Linked DNA regions of Hordeum vulgare: regions 1 and 3 are each linked to region 2. Evidence: chromatin contacts called from public Hi-C data. All regions are on one chromosome and are shown on one strand. Each heading gives the region's core, a stretch centred on a gene start, on an enhancer-like site or on the middle of the called end of the contact. The rest is flanking DNA. Distances are from core to core; before and after follow the strand shown.

Evidence for each region. A called contact is a pair of places that touch in the nucleus more often than the background predicts.
Region 1: a contact with region 2 is called in a Hi-C map of leaf, with 4 times the contacts expected there. The contact joins the promoter of LOC123430116 here to the promoter of LOC123426343 in region 2. A contact is called at or near these places in 2 of 6 Hi-C or Micro-C datasets (leaf and seedling).
Region 3: a Hi-C map of seedling shows a contact between it and region 2, with 5 times the contacts expected there. The contact joins the promoter of LOC123426341 here to the promoter of LOC123426343 in region 2. A contact is called at or near these places in 5 of 6 Hi-C or Micro-C datasets (leaf, seedling and an unstated tissue).

Annotation. Positions count from the first base shown.
Region 1 is chr2H:378,013,800-378,017,996 of MorexV3_pseudomolecules_assembly, reverse strand. LOC123430116 reads right to left here and starts at 1,908. Exons shown (of 2, transcript XM_045114021.1): 1 at 1,627-1,908; 2 at 922-1,509. The coding sequence starts at 1,717. The coding sequence ends at 1,271.
Region 2 is chr2H:377,681,886-377,686,116 of MorexV3_pseudomolecules_assembly, reverse strand. It overlaps LOC123426343 (peroxidase 51-like), which reads right to left and starts at 1,475. Exons shown (of 4, transcript XM_045110152.1): 1 at 1,086-1,475; 2 at 803-1,003; 3 at 538-703. The coding sequence starts at 1,304.
Region 3 is chr2H:377,329,761-377,334,253 of MorexV3_pseudomolecules_assembly, reverse strand. LOC123426341 (casein kinase II subunit alpha-2) reads left to right here and starts at 1,397. Exons shown (of 10, transcript XM_045110151.1): 1 at 1,397-1,662; 2 at 3,229-3,358; 3 at 3,432-3,626; 4 at 3,997-4,154. The coding sequence starts at 1,577.

The DNA of each region.
Region 1 (4,197 bases), core at 659-3,158, 330 kb before region 2:
GATTGGACACGGACGGATTTTCAGGTGCCGGAGGATCGTTTTAGCAATACAGAAGACTGGTGGCTGCAAGCACGTAAGTTAGTTCCCAAGCCTATGCGTCGGAACTTTGACACAATCTCCATCTTGATTCACTAGAGGATTTGGAAGGAAAGAAATTCTAGAATTTTTGAGCAGGAAGCGAGTAATCCCTTCAGAGTTTTGGATCTGATCAGAGAAGATATTGGGACATGGAGGGCGGCCGGTTGTGTTACTGACATCGGCAACCTTTCTTGAGTGGATGGTTTGCCCCCATTTTTTAGCTGTTTTGACGGCTGTTGCCGTCCTTTTGTATTTTCGGAACGTCTTAGTTTCGTGGGTTCCCAGTTCTAGTTCGCCTAGACTGCTAACCTTTGTGTGCTGCTTCTCCTTCTTTCTAATAATATTCGTCCTATGGCCCTTCGAGACTCTTTATACCGTTTCTCTTCTTTTTTTTTCAAGAAAATTTCAACATTTTTTACAGAACCTAGAGAAAAGAAGAGGTCCATTTTACCGTACTGACAGATATTGCCTCCGTCTAGAAATTCTTATCTTAGGTTTATCTAATAATGAATGTTTCTAAATACTAAAATATAACTAGATACATTCATATCTACATAAATGTAAGACATAAATTTTGGACGAAGAGAGTAGTACCAGAAACACTCTGGTAATTATACAAGTCTATAATACAAAATATCATGTCTATAATACACCAATATGAGGATGGGTTCTCCGTCAAAAAATAATAATGTGTGGATGGGCTCTCGCGTCAGAACGCAGTGGCGTGGGGGTTGAACGTCGCTGCGTATCCAAAATACATTATCGGATGGTAATTGTCAACTCCTTACGATGGTACCCGCAACTAAGCGATTCAGAATAGATTTTTTTTTTTAGCAACACCAATTGAACGTTCAAATTGAGAACCAAATTACTAGAATGTACTAGCACACAAACAAAACTGCCCTTTGGTGGTGATGATGGTAATTTTACATGGTCCGGTTTACTAGCTACATCAAGATGGAAGCAGAGCCGCCTGCATTTACAACTCCGAATACATACGTATACGCAAATCGACACTGGCTCTGGCTCATCACTTGTCCCTCCGTCTTCCCACGGTTGCTGCTTCATCATATCATAGCCGCACGCGGTCAAGAGCGAAGAGAGAGGATTCATCGATCTCGAAAACATCCTTTCCAAACCCGGGCATCAGGCGAGGCGGCACGGCGGCTCGGGTCCCTTTTATTTTGAGAGATCAGAAGGCGCAGCAGGAGGAGAAGAGGCGGCTCCACGCGGCGGATTCGGCATCGGCCCTCCTCGTCCGCCTCCTCCCCCTTAGCTTCTTCCTGGCAGCGGCCTCAACAATGGCGGCGGTGGCGGCTACGTGTACGTACTTCCGCGGCGCGCTGCCGTCCATGCCGCTGAGCAGCTCCCACATGACGTGCACGTCGTCGTACTCGCACGTTCGGACCTCCCTGCGCAGCTCTCCAAGACCTGCAACGCAAATATGTATCATCACTCATCAGCTCCATCGTCCACGACAAAGTTGGTCCACGAGGAGAGGAGACCGAGAGATAGTAGTAGTAGGAGGAGGAGGAGGAAGAAACTCACCGGTGGATCGACGGAGGCCGAGGCGCCCGCGGAGGCCGAACCAAACCCGCTTTACCGGCACGGCCGCGCGGCGAAGGCAGGGGTACGACATGCTGCGAGTGCTTCTTTATTTAGCGCGCGAGCGAGCTCTCTACCTTGGAGTGTGAAGATTGCAGTGCTGGGCGAGAGAAATCTTTGCCTCTGCTGGTCAGCTGGTCTGCCCTTGGAGCCGAAGAATTAACAATCAAGCAAGCTCCAGAACACACACTCTCTCTCTCTGATTCTGTGTGTGGCACCCGTCGAGGCCTGCTTTATAGGCGAGCTGGGTGTGGGTGAGAGAGGAGAAGGACCGATCGATTTCTTACCGGGCGTACGGCGTCCATTGTCACTGACCTGACCGTCTGACGTGGACGCGCCTTAGTCCGGCGATTGAGCACGTGGATGGAGCATGAATGGCAGTCGGCGACGCCGAGTCCCTCTGTCCGCGCACTGCACCCTAGCGCGTCTGAACAAGCGGCTTGGGATTAGCTGAACATCACTGTACGTGCTCTTCCCAGTACTCCCTCCGTCCCTGAATAAATGTCTCAACTTTATACTAAATCTAGTATAAATCTGTATTAGGTTTCAAACGGTTATTTTTGGACAGAGGGAGTATGACAACTCCATCACGCGACCTCATTCGGATGTCATTTTGGTCCGGATTCTGTCCGTTTGGAGCGAGAATGGTGTTGCCCATGTCCGGATCGGTCCGTGGCCGGGTCAGTGCGCCCAACGCACGGTCGCACCCTAAATCGTTCGGCATTTTAAAAAATAGAATAAATAAAAAAATTGCCAAAAAATGTCAATAAAACGCAAACATTAATAATTATACGTTAATAAAATACATGGTACAACGGCCTCACGGCACACGGTCCTTAATTAACAAAATTACAAAAAAGATAAAATGCGTCCCACGTTGTTGCCGTGCTCGTCGCCACCTTCAGGCATCGTCGTTGCCGTCATCGTCGCCAGTGAGATCGACGTACGGCGGCATCGTCCAGAGCTGGGCCCATGGCCCTGAAAGATTGGCGGCGCCTGCACCATCACCCCGCGCGGCGATGACTCGCGCTCCGGTGACCGCGGCGGCGTGGGGCACCAAGGCTCGGCCCCCACTCCTTGGGCCATCTCCGTGGCCGTGCACGACCACGTCCAGCACTGGCCCACCAGCTCCGGGGGAAAGCGGCCACTGGCTACTCCTCATGCACCTCCTCCTTCACTTTCACGGGCTGCTCCTCTAGGATGGCCACGTCGTCGACCGCGGAGAGGGCCATCATCTCCTCCAGCCCCATCCACTGGGCTCATCGTACGTGTTCATTCATTCTTCCATGACACGCTCGACGAGTCGGGCCTCTTCCTCTTCGGTCGTGCGAGGAGGTGGTGCTGGCGACGGAGAGGGTGACGGCGACGGGGTCGGCGTTAGGCCGCGCACCTGGGGAGGGCTCAGAGAGAGCGCCTGGCGCGCTGTGCGCTGCAAAGTAGGGCTCCCGTCGCACGTCGTGCTCATCACGAAACCAGGTGTCCCGCATGGGAGGATCCACGGCGTACCTCGGGTCGTAGTAGAGCTCGCCGGGGAGATGGCGTCGGCGGCATTGGATCTCGTCGCGGCGGACACGACCGCTCGTTGGCACCGGCGGGATCGGCACCCGATCGGCGGAGAGGTGCCAGTTGTTCGGCAAGTGGACGTCGCTTCAGGGGAACGGCGCCCTTGTCTCCCTATAGCGGCGGCACACATCCGCATGGACGTACTGCCGGGAGCACGTCGGGGCGCCCAGAGGGGCAATGGAGAAGGCTGTTGGAGCAGGCCGTCGCGGAGGAGAAGAACGGTGCGGCTCGCTTGCGGCGCGGCGGTGGCCGGACAAGGACCCAGCCTCGTGGTCGTGTGCCCACTTCCCCTTGCCGCCGGTGCTCCACCAATCCATTGTTGTCGGCAGCCGGAGAGCTCGAGGGAGGCTAGGGTTTGTTGTCGGTCCCGAGAAGGCAGTGGAGTGGGCGCATGCACTGTGCCGGTCCACGGCTTCCCTTTTTAAGAAGGACGGCGACCGCCCGCCTGAGTGGATGACAGGCGGGGCCTACCGGACGTGCGCGGTAAATATGGACGGTGGAAGGTAGGTGGTCGCATGTCACGCAACCCCGATGCGGACGACAGGAGGACTCGAACTGGACGCATGTTTACGTCGAAAATGAATCAGGCAGACAAAAAACGGGCTAGATATGTCCAAAACAATGTACGACGGGTCATAAGGGTTTGTCCATTTTACTTCAAACCGACCGGATGGACAGTCGACTTGCCTAATGCCCATTTTGTTTTTTCTTCATGCGTCAATAACAGGAAAACGTACACAGTTCGACGCGTGTCCCGGTAAAATCGGCCAGCAGCTAGTTCGTGGCCACTGTACGTATAATACCGGTTTTTTTTCGGAACACTGTACGTAGTACTCTTCATGATCATTCGATTCAAAAACAAATTGTTGATCTTCTCGCGCTGATAATTTGGCCTCTCTTGATAACCTTAGACGAACTTTAATGGAACGATTCATTTCATTCGTTACTGTC
Region 2 (4,231 bases), core at 226-2,725:
CTTGATTTTTAAAAGGGTGAACCCTCATTCTCCTTAATCTTCAATCAAATTCACCTCTTTATAAAACATATGTAAACTTATGTATGTGTAGCATTGCTGGGGAGGGGGTGCAGGTTCGCCGGATCCGTTGTTGCGGAATGATCGAAAACATATTATACCAATCCTGTAGATGGATAGAGTAATCTACTACGTACTTATTAAGTTGGTGATCCTTCAAAGATGCCATTGTAGGACAGGGTCATGGGCCGGCAGCTCGGCACGTAGTTTTGTCTCGTCGCATTCGACGTCTACTTCATTGATGAAGCTGGACAGGAATTTGGCGGCTTTGCACGCTCCAAACAGGGCAGGTAAACATGGCATGTCCGATTTGGAATTGTGTGCAAGCCTGGTTCACCTAGCTTTCACCGTCGTCCCTCCCATCCCAACTCGATTTCGATGTGCAAGCAAAGCAAACGCACACAGCGCCCGTACGTACCCGATAGAAGCAATGCGTAATTTGCCGTCTTAGTATGGGACTTATAATTAATTACAACGTACCGGAGAGGGCGATCATGTCGGTCTGCGAGAGCCCGTTGGTGGCGAAGAGCGCCGTTAGCTGGTCGAGGCTGGACGTCGGCGGGGCCAACTTGCCGGGAACGCTGCTCGCCGTCGAGCTCAGCCCGTCCAGCCGTCCCAACTCCACCGCGTACGACGGCCCACCGGCCTGCGGGAAACCGTGTCTCGCGTTATATAACTAACTATAATTACCGTACGTATGAGAATCAGCCGGAAGAGATCGATGCATGCATGAGCTTAGTATTACCAGTGCAATGGCGTCCCTGGTGGCCATGACTAGTATGTCGGCGCAGGAGACCCGGTTCCTGCATCGTGGCACGGCGTCGACGGCCGCCTTGGCCTTGATCACCGTGTCGAAGCCGTCGCCGGCGAGCGACAGGTTGGCGGTGCTGTCCTTCTCCGCCGTGTTGTTCGCCGTGGACGCGATCAGCACCGACGCGTCGCACCCCTACATGCACACAAACGTTGAAGCGTATGACGGCATGGGTTCATGCACGTAGGGCGCACGTCATGGCATGTTTGCTTGTTACCTCGACGAAGCAGTCGTGGAAGAAGAGGTGCACGGTGGCGCCGACGGTGATGAAGGTCTGCTGGAACTTCTTGGCGACGGCGCCCCGGACGATGGCCTCGACGTCGGGGCACACGCCGGCATAATGGTCCCGCCGGAGCTGCGCTGCGCACACGTTGGCTCTCGCGGCCAGTACCGCCACCGTCAGGAGCGCCGCCACGACCGGACTCATGTAGCCCATCGTCCTAGCTGGGTAGATAGCGCGTGTTCGCCACCTCGATAAATATATGCGGACGCAGACGTACACGCAGTGGAGCGGCGCCGTCTGTCTTGGTGGAGCGCAAGGCGACGCGACGACGGCAAGTTTGGGTTTGTGGTAGGGGCACCGAAGGATAAGGTTACACAGAGAGCGCCACTAATGAATCGATCGGTGGTGGTCTCTCCATAGATTACACTTATCGGCGTGCAGTGCAGGCAGCGAGTGCCCGTTGCCTTCGTGACAGTGATCTGAAAACGATGCTACTCTTGAATATTTCGATACCCACAGAATTAAGCTAGCCTGAAAACATGCGGCACAGAGAGTACTCGAGTGCTTTAGAAAGATTGCAACATACACGTGCATTTCCATTTTGTTAATATAGTGATTATTTCCATTACGGAAAACAGTCGACTACTTGATCGGCTCTTTTTTGAACACACTACTTGATCAGTACTTGATCTGGAGACAGGGCGGGCAGAAAGTCTGGCCGTGTCGTAGCATCGTAGGTAGGTCGTTGGTTTCATCCCTGCGTAGTGCATGGAGTATGTGGACGGGGTTTTCTAAGAGCGTAGGTTTATGCGTGTGTACTCAAACCTGTTAGAGTAAAAACGAGATTGAATGAAAGTGAATGGACGATTAGTCTTGTTTCTATTGATTCTTAAGTACATATACATCTGAAAGAGGTGCGAAGATGTATCTGTTTGGAGGCATCCCTCCAGAACAGGTGCCTGTTGGAAATAGAGAGAGAGGAGACACGACTGTTCGGGGTTGGACACATCCCTTGGATTAATCTACTAATTAATTTCTAACACTCCCCCTTGTACAACACCGCTCCTTGAATGTTTCATCGTTGAAAGCTTCTTGCATATAGATCTTTCATCTTGAGAAATCTTCCAAATAATCTTAAGAGTCTCCCCCAAAAATCCTGTGGGAAAAATATGAGGAGAATAGAGTAGATATGTTGCTAAAACTCCTTCAAACCCAATGGGAAAAATAAGGAGAAAATGATGCAACATATGATGATCATTGTCTCTTGATAACTCATATGAGAAAACCTTTGAAGAAGGAAAAAACTCATTGATAAGTTTAGAGAACAATTAATATGTCTTGAGTGCTTCCTTAAAAAAGCGGTAGGGAAAATAGAAAGTATGACATATGATCTTTGAGAAGATATTGCCTCACTAAAAACCATTATGAGAAACTTTGAGAGAAAACTCATGAGGGAAAAGAGTGCACTCGTACATGTCATTGAAAACTCCTTTAAAACCTAGTGGGAAAAATACAAGGAGAAAATGATATGGCATATAAAGACACTTGTGTTTATATTGTCTTGTTAAAAACCTTTATGAGAAACCAGTAAGGGAAAACTCATCAAGGAAAAGATAGTACAATATATGCAATCTGATGATTGTTATAGTTTATAGTTTTGGGAGATTACTCCCCCTGAACTTTGCAAATATGAAGGACGTCCCATACCAATTCCATTAACATGAACATGAGATTGTGTATAATCTGTTGGATTATAACAGTATTTTGTTTGCAAATTATTTCCTCACTTTTCTATAATCCGCGATGATAAGTAATTTCTGAGCAATGTGATTTATGATATTGCTCTTCATATAACCTATAGGTATTGAGTAACACAAGTGGAAGTATCTTGATAAATCAAGTTATGTGATTCTGATGAATCAAAACCACATGATTTTGAGTGTGGTTAATCATTCTGCCGAGCCATACATATCTTGCAATGCTTTTAGATAAAGCAATTATGTTAGAATGATAAGTGGGAATAACCATTAAAGTCCTATTTACATGACTTCCATATGTAGGCTACTATAGCAAATTCAGTCATTGATATGGCGTTGTTTGGATCAAATAAAGAGCCAATATCATTACCTCATATCATGGTCATTCAAGATTTACTGTAAACTTCAGATATAAGATGATAGTACTTATATCAACCATATACCTTTTGTTTGGGGTTGCACTCCGAATAAAGATAGCAAATATAGTGTCAGGCCTGACGTAGTTTGCAAGTATATGAGTGATTTGGCATTAGTGAGATATATAACTTCAGGTCCTAGTATCACTTCATTATCACCCCTAGGTATGAATGGATTTGTACCTTATCAAAGGTAGTATGACCATACATGTCTTTTGTTGATATGATATGTCCAAATTGAACTTCTCGTATATGTTTGGATATATGTAGACTAATATGTATTCTTGAGAGAATGCTCAAGTTGTAAACTTAAGCTAAATTTGGTTGAATCCAAATTTTCCGTCTTGAGATGATTTTATGTATGTTTAGGTCTTGTAGAGACATTGATGATGAAATCATCGATATATACTGAGGTGGTATAAGGAATTCAAATTTGGTATTCCTTTGTTAACATATAAACAATCATCATTGAGTAATCCTTCGGAAGAAGAAAGTCATTTAGTCGGTAGTATCATATGATTTCTGACTTTTTTGAGCCATAGAGGGACTTTTGAAATTTTACACAAATATGTTGCGATTTATTTTGGATTTGGAATTGTAAGCCCGTCAGGGACTTCGTTATAAATTTCCAAAACGAGTAACTCATATGAGTATGTAGTTACTGCATCCATTAACTGCATGGATAATATTATTTGTACTGCCAATGATATTTATTATTGAAACTTAATTCCACTCATACCAGGAGTGTATGTTACATCATAATTTGATGTCGGGTCTCTGCGTGAACCCTTTTGCTACAAGACTCGCTTTTTCACCACCTCATTGACTTTGTCTATGAATGAGAAGTTTTTAGTATTCCATATGGAAGATACTTATGAGGAGTAGGTATTACTGTGGTAAATACCACTCTTTGATGAGCGAGTGTTATTCTTCATTACTTGCTTCCTTTTATGTGAACCAATATGAG
Region 3 (4,493 bases), core at 148-2,647, 350 kb after region 2:
CACGAAACAAACCCTCGTGGTCAGGTTGATCGTGCTCCGACGTGGTCAATTATCTCTAGGAGTTGGTTTAGCGATTGTGAAGGCGCGACGTCCTCATAGGCTCGTAGTCGGATTGTCAAAGTATACTCCACCGAAAACGATATCCACCATCTCTTCGAATGACATGGACAAATTCGCCTCTATCACGCGCCTCCCCCTGCAACCATGGCCCAACCGCGCCGTCATCGACACCGTCAACTGCACCGGCCACTCCTGTGCGAGCTCCCGACTCATCTCTGTCGCACAACGCGCTCCCCATCGTGCGGCGCCACACCGAAACTCTTCGTGCGCCGCCCCTCGACGCCCCTCCTCGCACGAAGGAGGCCCGTCGGGGCGCGCCGTCCTTGCCCTCCGCCTTTGACGGCCGGGCGCCGCCACTACCACAGGCATCGACGACGGTGACGACCAGGGGAGCACAAGGAAGGGGGTGTGCGTGGGGCTAGGGTTTTCTCCTTCGGAGCCGCGTGCTCAAGCGGCTCGCGAGGGAGAGGGGAAGGTGGGGGGGGGGGGCGTACATACATTTTCAGGTTGTTCTTTTTTGTTCTCTGTCCATAAAAAAATGGGATCAGATGTCCCAGCGCTGAGAAAATCGCTGGAGGAAGTTCGATCGGTGGAGGGTACGAAGCAACGAGACGACTTATCAACTGTTTCATGAGGAGTAAGATTGGAAAAAAGAGAGAAATGGTAAGAAATGTAGCAGCTCAGATTCCTTTCGCTTACCGCCTGGTTGGGCCCATGATAGCCTCGACCCACCTATATGTTGGGTCCGAGAGCGGCCAAATGCACTGTTTTGATCCTTTCATGAAAGTTAAGCCGGATCTGACCCTGGTGGGTACGGTGGGTAAATTTTTCCGGATCTGACCCTTTTGCTACCGCCAAATCCTTAGACCCTTTGGCGGTAGGGTATGACAACTTACCGTCGAGGACCCTGGCGGTAGGAAAATGATCTACCGTCGAAAGGGCTGGCGGTAGCACGTGTAACCCTACCGCCAAGGGGTACGACGGTAGGCACACACGCGCACTGTTTCCATAACTTGGCGTTCTTTTTACGGTAGGCGTGCAACCCTACCACGAGGGACCTGAGCGGTAGGTTGTTATACCCTACCGCCAAAGGGTCCGACGATAGCAAAAGGGTCAGATCCAATTTTTTTCTCATCAAGGTCAGATCCAGCTTAAGGTTCATAAAATGATTTTCCCATGAGGGTGAGATCCAACTTAAGGTTTATAAAAAGGTCAAAAACGGTGAATTCTGCCTCCGAGAGCGAGCTCCTTCCGCACACTGTCCCATGGACCCACCTGTCAGTTGCACTGACCGCACTTCTCCCACGCCCTCCACCTACATCTCCATTCCTCAAAACTATATCCCCCAAAACATGTTTCTCAGGAAAAACAATCGTAGTTGTTGAAACCCTAACGCCATCTCGCCGCCGGCGATGTCCGCTTGACGGACGCGCCGCCGAGAAAGCACGAAACTCCTCCCAGCCCACGTCTATCCCTGATCCGTCCCCCGCCCGCGGGATTCGGATCGTCTTCAGCCATGTCAAAGGCCAGGGTCTACGCCGACGTTAACGTCGTACGCCCCAAGGAGTACTGGGATTACGAGGCCCTCGCCGTCCAGTGGGGGTGAGTCGAATCCGCCCGTAGCCAACCTCGCCCTAACTCTCAAGTTCTTTTCTTTTCCCCCCTTTCGTTCCCGTGGCGCATCTACGTGTAGTGGATCCTTTTCGTCAGTTCGTTGAGAGACAGTTCAGGGATTACATACAATGGACCTTCGACTTCTCGATGCGTTTTCGGAGATCCTGTGTGCCGTGCGGTTAGAGAGGGCCCGCGTGTTGTAGATTGAGAGAGGAGTTGCCAGATGTGCTTGCTCAGATAATTCCGGCAGTTGCTTGATGTGGTTGCTTCGTTACAATATCCGACTTCAGTAGTCACTAACTCGATGTCACTTTTTTGTGATACTTTTGGTACTTCAGTACGAAATTATGCGTCTATGACGTCCACGCAATTTCTTTGGGAGATTATTCATAGTTTTGTACATCTTAAGTGGACTTCCATTAACTTCCTACAAATTGAGCACCCGAATCCAAATGTCAGATTCTGTCACCCATGTTCATCCACCAGCAATATTCTCCATGTCCAAAATATTTTGCTGAATTGACAAATTGGGAACTTGAACCTGTCTTGGACTACAACAGCAGCACCCAAATCGAGCAAACAGTTCTAATTTATTGTTTTGAACAGTTGCTAGTTCTGTGTTTTCCCCTTCTTGGAAAGTGTGTTGTTCTATTAGTTTCACACTTTGTTTGGTGTTATCGCTATTTTTTCAGATAATATATGGGTTGTATTTTCCGGAAATTATCATATCATACCTATTTAATCTCAAAGTAGCTGTTCCAAGTAAAAAACCACATTTACATTAAGGTCTATATAACTAAGATATTTTACTCCTGTTCTGTTTCTGTTGAATTGATAATTCTGCTCAGCGACATAAGATAAATAAGGTTCCACTGAACTATGTACGCTGTTGGAGTATCTTGTTTTGCAAATTAGTATTTGTGTAATAAACACAGTGATATGCAACTATATTTAAAACTGTAACAAGCTTCGCCTTTCTGTAGCTTCTCATTGGGATCCAGGCATTTTTTTGTCCTCCCTTGAGCTTGACATGGGGTTTTATTGCCCTCTTATTCTTATATATAGATGAAAAAGGATAGAACTCAAGTATTACCTCCGTCCCAAATTACTTGTCTTAGATTTAACACTAAAACGTGTCGGATGTATCTAGACAAATCTAAGATAAGTAATTCGTGACGGAGGGAGTATGAAGCATCAGTTTGTAGAAGTTGGGTAAAAAGTATATGCACTCATTTATTTTGATGTAACAATACCCCAAAAGTGCCATGAGATCTCTTCAAAATAGTTAGGTGTTTTCTCTTCGTTCTCCATCATACAAACAGGAAAAGAAAATCCTGTGCCTGGAACAATCAAACTGATTACTTTTAGCAAGCCAGCTGCGAGTATCCCTGCCCTGACAAGGATAACACACTTAGCATTTTGGTTTGAATGGTGTTGTTATTTGTTTGTTCCGGTCCTTCTGAAAGATATCATGTGATTGTTAAATCACAAAATGTCCTAATGGACCAGTATATCCGGTGATGAGTTCTGACTGGTATGATGTTTTTCAATCAGTGAGCAGGATGACTATGAAGTTGTGCGGAAAGTTGGAAGAGGCAAATACAGTGAAGTCTTTGAGGGCATCAACGTCAACAATAATGAGAAATGTGTTATTAAGATCCTGAAGCCTGTGAAGAAGAAGAAGGTAACTTATCTGTGCCTTAAATGGTCACGGTTTAACTATGATATTTTTTTTCACGTTTCTCATGCTTATGCAGATCAAAAGAGAGATCAAAATACTTCAGAATCTCTGTGGAGGTCCAAATATTGTGAAGCTGCTTGATATTGTCAGAGATCAGCATTCAAAAACACCAAGCTTGATCTTTGAATACATCAATAACACAGATTTCAAAGTGTTATATCCGACATTGACAGATTATGACATTCGCTACTATATCTATGAGTTACTGAAGGTATCAAGGTTTCCCAAGTTTCTGTTGATATAATATTGCCAAGAAAACTGATTGTTAAAATATCTAAAACTTTCTTTGCTCTTCTGATAAAGCCTTGAAGATACATTAAATACTTGCATGTGTAACTGTCTAGTTCGAACATCTGGCTATACTCATTTCCTAGGACCCTTTCTTGTGTTCACGGATGATATTTGTGATAGTAATGCATGAATAATCCCTTGCTAATGCTAACAAGTAACCACACCAGCAAGTGTTTTTTCCTCTTTTGAGGGGACCAAGCCAAATCGCTGGTGATTTGATTGCTGGACCTAGATGTTTTGTATTCTATATTCTAGTTATAGTTTATCACAGATTCCATTTTTGAGTGCAGGCTTTGGATTACTGCCATTCACAAGGCATTATGCACCGAGATGTGAAGCCTCACAATGTTATGATAGATCATGAGCTTCGAAAACTCCGGTTAATAGATTGGGGCCTTGCTGAATTCTACCATCCTGGAAAGGAGTATAACGTTCGTGTTGCATCAAGGTAGGTACATAGAAATACTTTGTTGCTATTTAGTTATCTTAAACCGACTTATTGATACCAAAAACCTTATTTGCTTGTGCACTTCCAACAATTGGTTGTCAATCTTCTGGTCACTTGTGAGGCAATATATAGCCAATATTTAGTTTATTTAAGTCCACATTTTATGCGGAAAGGGTATTTCTTTCTGTATTATTTGTTTTCATTTGTAGAAATCTCAACCTCATAATACATATGAACAGAATGAGTTATGTGGTGAATGATTTGCTTTGTACAGTAGTTAATGCTCCATTATGTAACTTGCATGTTCCAAATATTTCCATATTTTTATTCTTCTATATT